Linked DNA regions of Capra hircus: region 2 is linked to region 1. Evidence: chromatin contacts called from public Hi-C data. All regions are on one chromosome and are shown on one strand. The core of a region is the stretch at or near the end of the contact, and the rest is flanking DNA. Distances in the headings are between cores, read along the strand shown. Region 1 has its middle 41 kb from the start of INCENP. Region 2 holds the start of LOC102180465 (mammaglobin-A).

Region 1 (6,764 bases), core at 1,599-4,098:
ATTTCAAATTTGTTTCATATGACATTCTATGACTGGGAGGGGTTGTGCTGAGTAAAGTGGCGAGTATGTCTTTGCCTGGGCTTCCCAGATTTCCCAGGCAAGACAACTGGAGTGGGTTGCCGTTTTCTTCTCCGTTTGATCCTGACATGTCTCCTGCATTTGCAAGTGGATTCTTTGCTACTGCCTGCAATGCAGGAGACCTGGGTCAGGAAGATACTCTGGAGAAGGAAATGGTAACCTGCTCCAATATTCTTGCTTAGAGAATTCCATGGACAAAGAAGCCTGGCTGTCTATAGTCCATGGGGTTGCAAAGAGTCAGACACAACTGAACAGCTAACACTTTCCTTCACTTTCTTTGCCGCTGAGTCACAAGGGAAGCGCAGCTGGAGCATAGGAGCTCTAAAAGTTCCGGAGGGGATGCTAGTTAGGGAACCACCGATGTATGCAGAGGCAATGTACATTTAACACTGTAAAAGCATTACAATGCTAACATATGCATATATGCATATGCATATATAATGCAAACATTATAAAGCATGACAAAAGTCATCAAGAATGATGTCATCAGCAGCTCCATTTAATAAAAACTTAGTGTGTGTCTGGAATTACGATGAGTTCTTTACCTGCATTATCCACATTCACCCTCTCAGAGCCCTGCAGGACAGTCATGACCATTTTCAGTTCAGTCCAGTTGCTTAGTCGTGTCCAACTCTTTGCAGCCCCATGGACTGCAGCATGCCAGGCCTCCCTATCTATCACCAACTCCCGGAACTTGCTCAAACTCGTGTCCATCGAGGCGGTGATGCCATCCAACCATCTCATCCTCTGTTGCCCCCTTCTCCTCCTGCCTTCAATCTTTCCCAGCATCAGGGTCTTTTCCAATGAGTCATTTCTTCTCATCAGGTGGCCAAAGTATTGGAGTTTCAGCTTCAGCATCAGTCCTTCCAATGAATATTCAGGACTGATTTCCCTTAGGATTGACTGGTTGGACCTTCTTGCAGTTCAAGGGACTCTCAAGAGTCTTCTCCAACACCACAGTTCAAAAGCATCAGTTCTTCGGTGCTCAGCTTTCTTTATAGTCCAGCTCTTACATCCATACATGACTACTGGAAAGACCACAGCTTTGACTAGATGGACGTTTGTTGGCAAAGTAATATCTCTGCTTTTTAATATGTGGTCTAGGTTGGGCATAGCTTTTCTTCCAAGGAACAAATGTCTTTTAATTTCATGGCTGCAGTCACCATCTGTAGTGATTTTGGGGCCCCCCAAAAAAAGTCTCTCTCACTGTTTCCACTGTTTCCCCATCTATTTGCCATGAAATGATGGGATCGGATACCATGATCTTAGTTTTCTTAATGTTGAGTTTTAAGTCGACTTTTTCATTCTCCTCTTTCACTTTCATCAAGAGGGTTTTTAGTTCTTCTTCACTTTCTACCATAAAGGTGGTGTCATCTGGATATCTGAGGTTATTGATGTTTCTCCCGGCAATCTTGATTCCAGCTTGTGCTTCATCCAGCCCAGCGTTTCTCATGATGTACTCTGCATATACGTTAAATAAGCAGGGTGACAATATACAGCCTTGACGTACTCCTTTCCCAATTTGGAACCAGTCTGTTGTTCCATGTCCAGTTCTAACTGTTGCTTCTTGACCTGCATACAGATTTCTCAAGGGGCAGGTCAGGTGGTTTGGTATTCCCATCTCTTTCAGAATTTTCCACAGTTTGTTGTGATCCACACAGTCAAAGGCTTTGGCGTAGTCAATAAAGGAAAAGTAGATGTTTTTCTGGAACTCTCTTGCTTTTCCAATGATCCAGCGGATGTTGGCAATTTGATCTCTGGTTCCTCTGCCTTTTCTAAATCCAGCTTGACCATCTGGAAGTTCATGATTAACGTACTGTTGAAGCCTGGCATCCTGACCTTGTGTTAATGTTATCTCAAAATGCATGTTGTGGGTGAGGGGCCTGGTGCTAGTCTCAGAGTTTTGAGACATTTCCTTTCTCTAACTAGCAGACGGCTAGTAGCTATATAACATCCAGCTAAAGATTAGCAGGGGGGTACTCTTTCTGCCCCCTTCTGATGTTTATGTCAGAAGCTTTCTCTATCTCTCTTATAGTTTAACAAAACTATTACACAAAAGCTCTGAGTGATCAAGCCTCGTCACTGACCCTGGATTGAATTCCTCTCCTCCCAAAGCCTAGAATCCTGGTGTCTTTCACGGCTCAGCAATAATCTTTCAACAACCTTTCTGCATATACATTAAATATGCCCATTTTACAGAGTAGTAAACAGGCTTAGGGTTAAAAATCACACAGCAGGTAGATGACGTAGTCACATTCCAGTTCTGGTCTCTGTCCCTAAAGCCCAGGCACACGGTTAACATTTGGCCTCCTGGCTTCCCTGGTGACTCCGACAGTAAAGAATCCGCCCTCAATGCCGGAGACCTGGGTTTGATCCCTGGGTTGAGAAGATCCCCTCGAGGAGGCATGGCAACCCTCTTCGGTATTCTTGCCTGGAGAATCCCCATGGACAGAGCAGCGGCAGTCCACAGGGTCACAAAGAGTCGGACACGACTGAGCTACTACTCACAGCACACCTTCTATATCCAGTAAGCGGTTTCCTGGGGTGACGCCCCTGGAAATTGTTCCAGAGATCAAATGGAGCCGAGAAGGTCAAGGTGACCCATGTTCTGCTGACCTGGAGGGTGAGACAGAATCAGGAAGGCCAAGATCACGTGAGTGACTGGACTGGCAGCGGCCAGTGTTTAAAGGCCAGAGCAGGGAGTCTCTGGTGTCTACTGCTTATGTGCCAGCATCTGAGCCCACCCGCCTCTGCAATCTGGGCTCCTGCAGGCAGCCTGGATACGCCCTGGGGAGGCCAGTCCCGAGGTGTCACAGGAGCAAGGATGTGAACTTGGAGCACACGCTCTTCTGGGAGTGGTATTCCTACGTACCTCAAGGTCAGCGGGAATGCTAGAGAAGTCTTTGTGCCCCAGGGATGGGAATCACTTCTTTGCCTCCAAACCTCAGTGCTTCTGGGTTTTGTCCCCCCGTTTCACAGTAAATCTAGCTCCTAGAGAGTACAGCGAAAAAGGAAAGTTGGGTCACACTGGAGATCCCGTTTCTTTGTTGATGGTTCTTTTCTTGAACCTGGACTCCGGAACCCATCTTCTTTTCAATTCCATTGCTACTTCCTCATCATCTCCTACTTGGACTTGCCCAGGAGCCCACTTACCTCATCAATCATCCTTTGACTGGTTCCTCCCTGCAGTCGCAGCCATTTATGCATAAATCCTCTTGTTGAACAACTGTTTCATGTAAGCCACAGTGGATACATCAGTAAAGAAAACAGACCAAACTCCTTGTCTTCACAAAGCTTATGTGTTATTGAGGGGAACAAAACAATAAGCCAACCAAAGAAGTAAAATTTAAAGTACACGGTGATAAAACCATAGAGAAAAAGAAGGCAGGAAGTGGGGTGGTTTTGTGGTTTTAATTAGGATGGACAGCACCTGAAACTAATATTTTTTTGTAAATCAGCTATAGTAATAGTGTAGTGTTAGTTGCTCCGTTGTGTCTGACTTTTGGCAACCCCATGAACTGGGGCCCGCCAGGCTCCTCTGTCCATGGAATCCTCCAGGCAAGAATACTGGAGTGGGTTGCCATTCCCTTACTTCAGTAAAACTATTAGGATGTACAGGAAAGGCCTCACCGAAGAGGAAATGTTTCAGCCCAAATGAAGGAGGTGAGGGACAGAGCCCAATGTGTCTGGTCAATCGGCAATCCAGGTGGAGTGCTCCAGGGTCTGGTCATAATGTTCTCTTTAGTTTTTATATAAATATGTGTTGTCTTGACTCAAGCCAGGAACCAGTGTTCCAGGAAACTATCAATTAAGTTCTGTTGGCCAGCAAATGGGAGATGCTCCAGGACTGTGTTTCTCAAACACAATTTGCATCAGAATCACCTAGAGATCTTGATGAAACAGTTTGTTGGGCTCACCCTTGGGGTTTCTCATCAGTAGCTCTGAGATGAGGTCCAAGAAGCTGCATTCCAAACATCAGGTGATCCTGATGTTGCTGGAGTGAGAATCATATTTTGAGAAGGTCTGCTCTAAGGCAACTTGCCATCTCCTTCTGGAAGGCTTGGGGTTTGGCCCCAAGCCCAGCCTTGGGGCTTGGCTGACTTCGGTAAACTAAAGACACAACTTCTACTTATCAACTTATTTGAACCTCAGCAAACCACTGATGGAACCTTGTCTTCCATTCTGAGGGCCTGGCCAAAAGGGAGATCATTTTATTAAAGACCCTGTCATCCCCAACCTTCCAAACAAATGGCTTAGTGTTGGTTTAAACCTCATTTATTTTACTAAAATATATCCAATGTTAGTAAAAATAAACAAGGTTAGGGGCTTTTCTGGTGGCTCAGGTGGTAAAGAATCTGCCTGCAATGCGGGAGACCCAGGTCTGATCCCTGAGTCGGGAAGATCCCCTGGAGAAGGAAATGGCAACCCACTCCAGTATTCTTACCTGGAGAATTCCACGGACAGAAAGCCTGGCAGGCTACCGTCCACGGGGTCCCAAGAGTTGGAAACAACTGAGCAACTAATAAAACAACAACATCCAATATTAACAACGTTCCCTCCTGTCATTTGCTTTAACTTTTCTTCCAGCTGCACATCTTGAGAACAGCGAGCTTGATATTTTTCTCCCTTCGTTGCCTTGTGCAGCACAGTTTCTAGGCTCAATCAATGGTAAATTCAACATTCAAAGATTGTAAATTCAACAACAACAAAAAAAGGTAAGTTCAACATTCAAAAAAGGAAGATCATGGCATCCAGTCCCATCACTTCATGGCAAATAGATGGGGAAACAATGGAAAACAGTGAGAGACTTCATTTCCTTGGGCTCCAAAATCACAAAATTAAAAGTCACTTGCTCCTTGGAAGAAAAGTTATGGCAAACCTAGACAGCATATAAAAAGCAGAGACATTACTTTGCCAACAAAGGTCCATCTAATCAAAGCTATGGTTTTTCCAGTAGTCAGGTATGGATGTGAGAGTTGGACTGTAAAGAAAGCTGAGAGCCAAAGAATTGATGCTTTTAAATCCCTGGTCCAGGGATCAGGAGAAGACTCTTGAGAGTCCCTCAGACTCTCAACCCTAAGCTGTCAACCCCCCAAGCTGTCAACCCTAAAGGAAATCAGTCCTGAACATTCATTGGAAGGACTGATGTTGAAGCTGAAACTCCAATACTTTGACCACCTGATGAGAAGAACTGACTCATTGGAAAAGACCCTGGAAAGACCCTGATGCTGGAAAAGATTGAAGGCGTGAGGAGAAGGAGATGACAGAGGATGAGATGGTTGGATGGCATCACCGACTTGGATGAACATGAGCTTGAGTAAGCTCCGGGAGTTGGTGATGTACAGGAAAGCCTGGTGTGCTGCAGTCTATGGGGCCACAAAGAATCAGACACAGAGGAGCAGCTGAACCGAACTGAACAGTGGTAATTTAATAGAACCAAATGGTAGATTCGTTGAATCTGCAACTGTAAGCTTTGAGCCTCCAGGTGGCGCCATTTCACACAGAATCTGGGCTCTCCCTGAACACGCAGTATGTATACCGCTGGTCACTAGGAGCCTTTATGTTACACTCCTGCATGCAATGGTCAAAGTCGCTAAAAGGAAGTAAAACTTTCACTTTGATTTGCACTTGTTCAAAACAACTGACCAGAACTTCCCTGGAGTCCCAGGGGATAAGAATCTGCCTGTCAATGCAGGGAACACGGGTTTGATCCCTGGTCCAGGAAGATTCCATATGCCTCTGAGCAACTAATCCCATGCCATACACCTTTGGAGCCTGTGCTTTAGGGCCCAGGAGCTGCAACTGCTGAGCTCATATGTCATAGGGTCCATGTTCTACAACAAGAGAAGCCACTGCAATGAGAATCCCTCTCACTGCAAGAAGAGAAAGCCCGGGCAGAGCAACGAAGACCCAATGCAGCCAAAATAATACAACCGACCAGCTCTTCCCGAGAGCGCTGCATGACCATGGCGGGTGTATTTAATGCCTGTCTCTTCCGATTTCACACCCATGGAGCAGAAGATGAGAAATTGAGGGCTACACGGGTTGATGAAATCATGAGACACAACGGAGTAGAGCCTGAGAGTTGACTACTGAGGGCAGAGGGGATAGAGAGGCAGATAAACGATCACGTTGGTGGTGAAGCTAGAGAGGAAGTGAAGATCAAAAGTGCCGCACTTGCAGAGGACTGCCACTGTCTGCGGGCTTCCCAGGTGGCGCTCAGTTCAGTTCAGTTCAGTCGCTCAGTCGTGTCCGACTCTGCGACCCCATGAATCGCAGCACGCCAGGCCTCCCTGCCTATCACCAACTCCCGGAGTTCACTCAGACTCACGTCCATCGAGTCTGTGATGCCATCCAGCCATCTCATCCTCGGTCGTCCCCTTCTCCTCCTGCTCTCAATCCCTCCCAGCATCAGAGTCTTTTCCAATGAGTCAACTCTTCGCATGAAGTGGCCAAAGTACTGGAGCTTCAGCTTTAGCATCATTCCTTCCACAGAAATCCCAGGGTTGATCTCCTTCAGAATGGACTGGTTGGATCTCCTTGCAGTCCAAGGGACTCTCAAGAGTCTTCTCCAACACCACAGTTCAAAAGCATCAATTATTCGGCCTTCTTCACAGTCCAACTCTCACATCCATACATGACCACCCAAGTGGCACTAGTGGTAAAAAACAAAAAAAACAAAAAAA
Region 2 (6,764 bases), core at 1,512-4,011, 52 kb after region 1:
TCTTGCTAAATCAGTAGTGTTCTTGGCAATTTATGAATGATGGAAAGGGATGAGTTCCAAATGATCCACAGAGCAAATAATACATTTATGGGTAGTTAACTATTGACTCTTTTCTCTGACTCTCTAGTCCTTGAACCTAAGCTGACCTTGTTTCCCTTGTTCCTATTCCCTTTCTATCACCCCTATTTCAACTGGTGTGGGTTCTCTCTTAGGAGGCTAGCCTGTCCCCACTGTGACATCAAGAGATACACTTTCCTTGCTTTCCTTGTCATGACAAGCACAATCTGCTCCTCAGGGCCTCTGTACCTGCTGTTCCCTCCGCATAGAACACTCTTCCCAGAACTTCCCTTGGAGGTCATTGTCCACTCATCCAAGCTTAAAAGGCCTTCTTCCTACAACTCGTCTGGACCTCCCTGCAGGACGCTGTCCTTAGTGGTTGTTTAGTCTTTAGAGCTGTTGCTTTGTGATATCACTCATTCAGTTGAAGGCTTGTCTGCTGCCTGCCCCGTTTGCACCGCAGGGGCAAGGTCCGGGTCTAACTTATCCCTGCAAATGAATGTGTGATACATAGCAGAGGGCCCATCAGAGTAGAAGCTCCTGGTACTGCTAAATGATGAGTGGATGGATGGGTGGACGGATGGATAAATGAAGTGGATGGATGGGTGGACGGATGGATGAATGAAGTGGATGGATGGGTAGACGGATGGATGGAAAGACGGATGGGTGGGTGGATAGAGAAATGAAGTGGATGGATGGGTGGACAGTTGGATGGAAAGACGAATGGGTGGGTGGATAGATAAATGAAGTGGATGGATGGGCAGACGGATGGATGGAAAGATGAATGGGTGGGTGGATAGAGAAATGAAGTGGATGGATGGGTGGACGGTTGGATGGAAAGATGAATGGGTGGGTGGATGGATGGATAGACGAATGGATGATGGGTGGGTGGATGAATGAACCTCCCACTAATCCATGATACCCTGTTTTAAGCCCTGTGATAGGCTCTTTACATGGAGTCTCATCTTGACAAAACCAAGCATGGCATCATTTATGCCCCTTTTAGCAGTGAAGGAAAGGAAGCTCAGAATGACCACGAGTTTGTCCAAGGACCCTTCATGATTAGGTGTTGCCTCCGTGCTTCAAATCCACATCTGTATGAACCCAGATCCCATCGCCATTCCACCATTCAGCTTTGCCTCCCCTAAGCAATCAGCTTTTCTACTTCACAACATCCTTTGTGTCAGTGGAAGAAAAACCCTCAAAACCTAACAAAAAGTAGATGAAAATTCATTCATAGATCTATAATAGAAGAAATTGATGAAACTGAGTGAACTAAGTGAGATAGTCTTTGATAAAACAAACTTCACAGAGGTGGGACATTTTTAATTTTTCAGTTCAGTTCAGTCTCTCAGCCATGTTTGACTCTTTACCACCCCATGGACTGCAGCATGCCACACTTCCCTGTCCATCACCAAATCCTGCGGCTTGCTCAAACTCATGTCCAACCAGACGGTGATGCTATCCAACCATCTCATCCTCTGTCGTCCCCTTCTCCTCCTGTCTTCAATCTTTCCCAGCATCGGGGTCTTTTCCAATGAATCAGTTCTTCGCATCAGTCCTTCCAATGAATATTCAGGACTGATTTCCTTTAGGATTGACTGGTTTGATCTCCTTGTAGATTTTTAGTTTTTTTAATTTTTAACATTTCCCAAATTTTAAACACCTTACTGAAAAAAAGCTTCTATAGGCAAGAGAACTCTGCCTCCCAGAGGAGGTATGTGGTATCACACCCAGCTCTTGCGCTTGGTAAACCTGCAGAACAGACCCACAGCATATGCTACTTGCACTTTGAAGAAGAAGAGAGTAGAAACAAGAGGAGGAGGAAGGGGAGGAGGAGGAAGAAGAGATAATGATGATCACAATAATAATAAAAACAAGGAGGACAACACAGGCTTGCCATGCTGGGCTTTGCTTCATTCAGAAAGCAGATTTGCATTCATTTTACTTAAAAAGTCATATAGTGCAGCCGTGAAATTGAAAGAAGCTTGCTCCTTGGAAGAAAAGTTATGACCAACCTAGACAGCATATTAAAAAGCAGAGACATTACTTTGCCAATAAAGGTCTGTCTGGTCAAAGCTATGGTTTTTCCAGTAGTCATGTATGGATGTGAGAGTTGGACTATAAAGAAAGCTGAGCACCGAAGAACTGATGCTTTTGAACTGTGGTGTTGGAGAAGACTCTTGAGAGTCCCTTGGACTGCAAGGAGATCCAACCAGTCCATCCTAAAGGAAATCAGTCCTGAATATTTATTGGAAGGACTGATGCTGAAGCTGTAAGTCTAATACTTTGGCCACCTGATGCGAAGAACTGACTCATTTATAAAGACCCTGATGCTGGGAAAGATTGAAGGTGAGAGGAGAAGGGAATGACAGAGGATGAGATGGTTGGATGGCATCACTGACTCAATGGACGTGAGTTTGAGTAAACTCTGGGAGTTGGTGATGGACAGGGAGGCCTGGCGTGCTGCAGTCCATCGGGTCACAAAGAGTCGGGCACGGCTGAGTGGCTGAACTGAACTGAAAGTCATATATCATGACGGCAGTTACGAAATTGTTTGGGGTCCCAAAGACTCTGTCTCCTCAGTTTTCTACCAACAGAAACACAGGCTGTCTGGGTTCTTATTGGTTCCTGCTGTTGTTTCCTGGTCCAATGCCAGGTTTATCCTGTGACTCATTTCCTCATTTGTGGGAAGGATTAGCGTGGTGACCTGGAGAATAAAAGGAGGCATTCTGGGCACTCACCTCTAAAGTGAGTTCCTTCTTCTCTGACACATTAGACTGACTCGTCAGCAGCAGCTGCCTCCAACATGAAGCTGGTGACGGTCCTCGTGCTGGTCGCCCTCCCCCTGTACTGCTATGCAGGTGAGTACTGACGGGTGCACAGATGTGGGGCTAAGGCTGCTGTCTGGTTCCCTGTGCAAGAGCTCCCAACCCCCAAGCACCAGTACAGGACAGGCCTGCCCGCCAGAGACGTAAGCATCATCACTCATTCCAGAACATCTGAAAGAAGGCCCTTTGTAAGCTTTGCCTCTGCCCTGGGGCTGCACATAGTGTCTCACGACATTCAGGGAGTCCCACCGTTGTCACAGGTGCCATGAAATCGGGATGAGGCTAGTGACTGACTACTAGAATTAGGCATTTCAGCAGGGCAAGGGGAAGAGATGCTCTGATGATTCCTGATTTTATACCAGATGGGTTTCCTGAAAAATGCACTCTTGGAGTCTCCTTAAATATGAAAAGAAACAGGAAATCTTCAAGGAGGTGAAGTTCAGGCTGCGGTGGGCGACCCAGGGTCCTGCACCCAGTTGGGGGTTCCAACTCTTCACAAGTTTTCACAGCTGATTTGAGCCCTTCTGGAATGCCTTTCCTCCCAGTCCCTCCCTGCTCAGTGTTGCCTGAAGAGGGGAGCTCACACCTCCTTGGAGGTCTCCTTCCCCAGTGAAGATCCAGTTAGAGACTACTGCCCTGGCAGCTAGTCTAGTCTTCGGTCATAAGTCACAGACACAGTTTACTTTATTCAACTTACAAAGCTCTTTTCTTCTTTTTTCATTTCTGTTTATTTATTCCTAGTTGCACTATGTCTTGGTTACTTTGCCCAGGCTTTCTCTAGTTGTGGCGAGTGGGGGCAACTCTTCACTGGGGTGCGAGGGCCTCTCATTGCGATGGCTTCTCTTGTTGCAAAGCAAGGGCTGTAGAGCGTGGGCACAGCAGCTGTAGCACGCAGGGTTAGCTGCCCTAAGGCTTGTGGAATCTTCCCCAATAGGGGTCGAACTCACGTCCCCCACATTGGCAGGTGGATTCTTATCTGCTGTGCCTCCAAAGAAGTCCTACAGAGCTCTTTTAAATATCCTCCCCTCATTTGTTCCTCAAGTATTTGCAGATGTGTTCAAGGTGACAGGCTCAAGGTCAACTAAATAAAAAATTACAGACCCAAGAATAAAAGCCAGTTCTCTCTAATCCAGTTCCAGAGCTCTTTCTCCTACCCAACCGAGGTCGCCACAACAGATCACTTCACAAACATTATTTTGTTTGTTTTTGTTTGTTTCAGAAAATCATTAACACCAACAGAGCTAATGGACAACATTCTAGAACCAGTACATGTACAATCCTGGGAAATTTTACTTGTTACTTGAAATGATAATGGTGAAGCATCATATGACTCTGAACAAAGAAAGACCAGATAAAGTTTAGTATGTTGCCCTGAGTCAGAACGTCTCACTTCCTCAACGCCCTCCTTAGTCAAGGTTACATAAGGTTTGGCTTCTAGAGGCTAGCAAGAAGAAGCACAGATGTTTTAGGTCTTAGAAAAATCCCAGATCCCAAGTTTACTCTCGTAGAATAGAGAACTGAAGACCATTTGCCACAATCTTTCTGAATAGACATCTCTACAGGGATGTAAACGAATGACAACCATCATGGTTCTGCCCTCCAAAGACGTTCATGCACACACAATGGAGCCCATGTTTGCTTCTTTCTTCCCAGGGTCTTCTGGCTGCTCCCTTCTTGACAATGTGATCGATAAAGCAGTTGATCCCACTGTGTCCAAGGATGAATACAGAGCATATCTTAAAGATTTCCTACAGACTGAAAATGAGGAAAATGCTGCAGATGAATTAAAGCAATGTTTTCTCCAGCAGTCAAATGAAACTCTGGCCAATTTCAAACAGATGTTGGTAATTTCAGCTTCTTCTGATGTGCTTTTACAACCAAGGGACAGGGACAAATAGACTCTACGTTTGTTATTCGTTACACCAAAGCAAGTGATGAATGTGGTATATTTCTGTTTATTTCATTGTGTGGTGAGTCTGATGACTTTGACATCAGGAAAGATGTCCACGGCTACAGGGCTGAAATCTTTAGTGAATAATAAATTTAAAAGACAATAGAGGGAAAAGCAAAGGGTCTACCTAACTCTCAATTCCCCAGTAGGCACAGAGGCACACACACACACACACACACACACACACACACACACACACACACATTATGGTCAGTGAAATAAACCAGTCACAAAAAGACAAAGGTAGCCTAACTCTTACACCAGGTTTCAGGAGTAGCCAATCTCATAGAGACACAGGGTGGAATAGTGGCTTTCAGAAGTCGGATATTGAGGGAAAATGGGAGTTATCTGACAGGTATTTAATTTCATTTTTGTAACCTGAAGATAGTCTGGAGATTGGTCGTACTGACTGCAGAGGGAATATGGTGTTAGGTATATTCGAAACAGTGAAAATGGTAAATTACATCATTTACTATGATCCTTACAATGCAGGATGCTAGGCTTTTTTTCTTGAAAAGCCTAACTCAGATGGCTCTTTCTGAGTCACAGCCTCAAGATTTTGTGGGCTACAAAGTCAAAGATAAAGGTCCAGGCTATTTTCTATATTTCTGACAGAAAGTCTGCACAAGAATTCAAAAATGTCTTGGGTCCTTGTATTGAAGCTGAGATTGTCACGATTCTATGGAAAACTGATAATATACGTAGCATCATTATAGATAAGTTATTACAGCAAGAAATGTGCAGAAAAGAACTTACTCAAGGGACCTCTGGTGGGGATAAGATCTGGAAGCACCAGCACTTCTTTGGGATTAATAAATGTCTCCTGAATGATAGGATAAATGGGATCATTCTGATTTAACTTCCAGCACTAATTCTCTTGAATGTCAGATGTGTGTGAATGCATTCAAGATAACACTTAGAAGAAACGTTTATTGTGCAAGATTTTATTTTGCAAGAGGGAGCTAAAAATCTAAGTGATTTTTGTTTGTTTGTTTTTCAGGAAGTCATGTACAACAGTATATACTGTAAAGCATTCTAACTTTCTGCAAGAACTTTGGCTCAGAAATGTCGACTGGCGATGAGTATATACCACAAGCTGTCTGTCTTTTTTGTCTTTTAATCTACACACTGCAAGACAATTGTTGAAACCTCAAATACATTTTCATTTCAATAAAGTATCTGCATATCAGAAGTTCTTTTTTATTATCTGATTCAAATGGATACTTTATAGAGCTCTGCATATAACACACACAGAGAATTATTCAGTAAATAACAGGGGTGAAGGATAGAGGTGTCTGAAAAGCACTTTGTCCCTTACCATTTCTAAGCCCAACATTAATTGTCTCTCTGGAAAAGCGGGTTTTCCTCCCCTCCTCATCCCCATCTCCCCAGGAACTAGAGGGGAGTTTCTGGTGACTGGGTCATACACAAGTTCCCTGACCTGTGTCAGTCTTCATCTTCATTCTGAACCCTGCTGGCCATGGGTGGGGCGCCTTTCTCAGCTCTCCCTGTCTCTGCCCCAAGTGTGCAGGGCTGGGAACAGAGCCACAGAGAGAGATGATTCAGGCAAAGCCAGGGTGAATCCTGTCCTGATTTTAAAATCTGATATATGGCACTAATCTTAACTTTTAACATTAGTTCACAAAAATATTATTTACTCTAATTCCTGAGATGTTTGAGTGAGTGTAAGCCTCTCAGTCCTGACCGACTCTTTGCAATCCAGTGGACTGTAGCCCGCCAGGCTCCTCTGTCCATGGAATCCTCCAGGCAAGAATACTAGAGTGGGTAGCCACTCCGTTCAGAGAAGGCAACGGCACCCCACTCCAGTACTCTTGCCTGGAAAATCCCATGGACGGAGGAGCCTGGTAGGCTGCAGTCCATGGGGTTGTTAGGAGTCGGACACGACTGAGCGACTTCACTTTCAC

The links. A called contact is a pair of places that touch in the nucleus more often than the background predicts.
Region 2: a contact with region 1 is called in a Hi-C map of blood, with 4 times the contacts expected there. The contact joins the promoter of LOC102180465 here to the enhancer-like site in region 1. A contact is called at or near these places in 2 of 5 Hi-C or Micro-C datasets (blood and liver).

The regions. Positions count from the first base shown.
Region 1 is chr29:40,988,858-40,995,621 of ARS1.2, forward strand. No RefSeq gene overlaps it. Among named protein-coding and RNA genes, the nearest start is that of INCENP, 41 kb to the left of the region's middle. Within about 2 kb of position 2,849, at least 1 of the 5 cell types and tissues checked has an H3K27ac peak or open chromatin away from gene starts, as enhancers often do.
Region 2 is chr29:41,040,741-41,047,504 of ARS1.2, forward strand. It overlaps LOC102180465 (mammaglobin-A), which reads left to right and starts at 2,762. Exons shown (of 3, transcript XM_013975890.2): 1 at 2,762-2,921; 2 at 4,542-4,728; 3 at 5,840-6,031. The coding sequence starts at 2,867. The coding sequence ends at 5,921.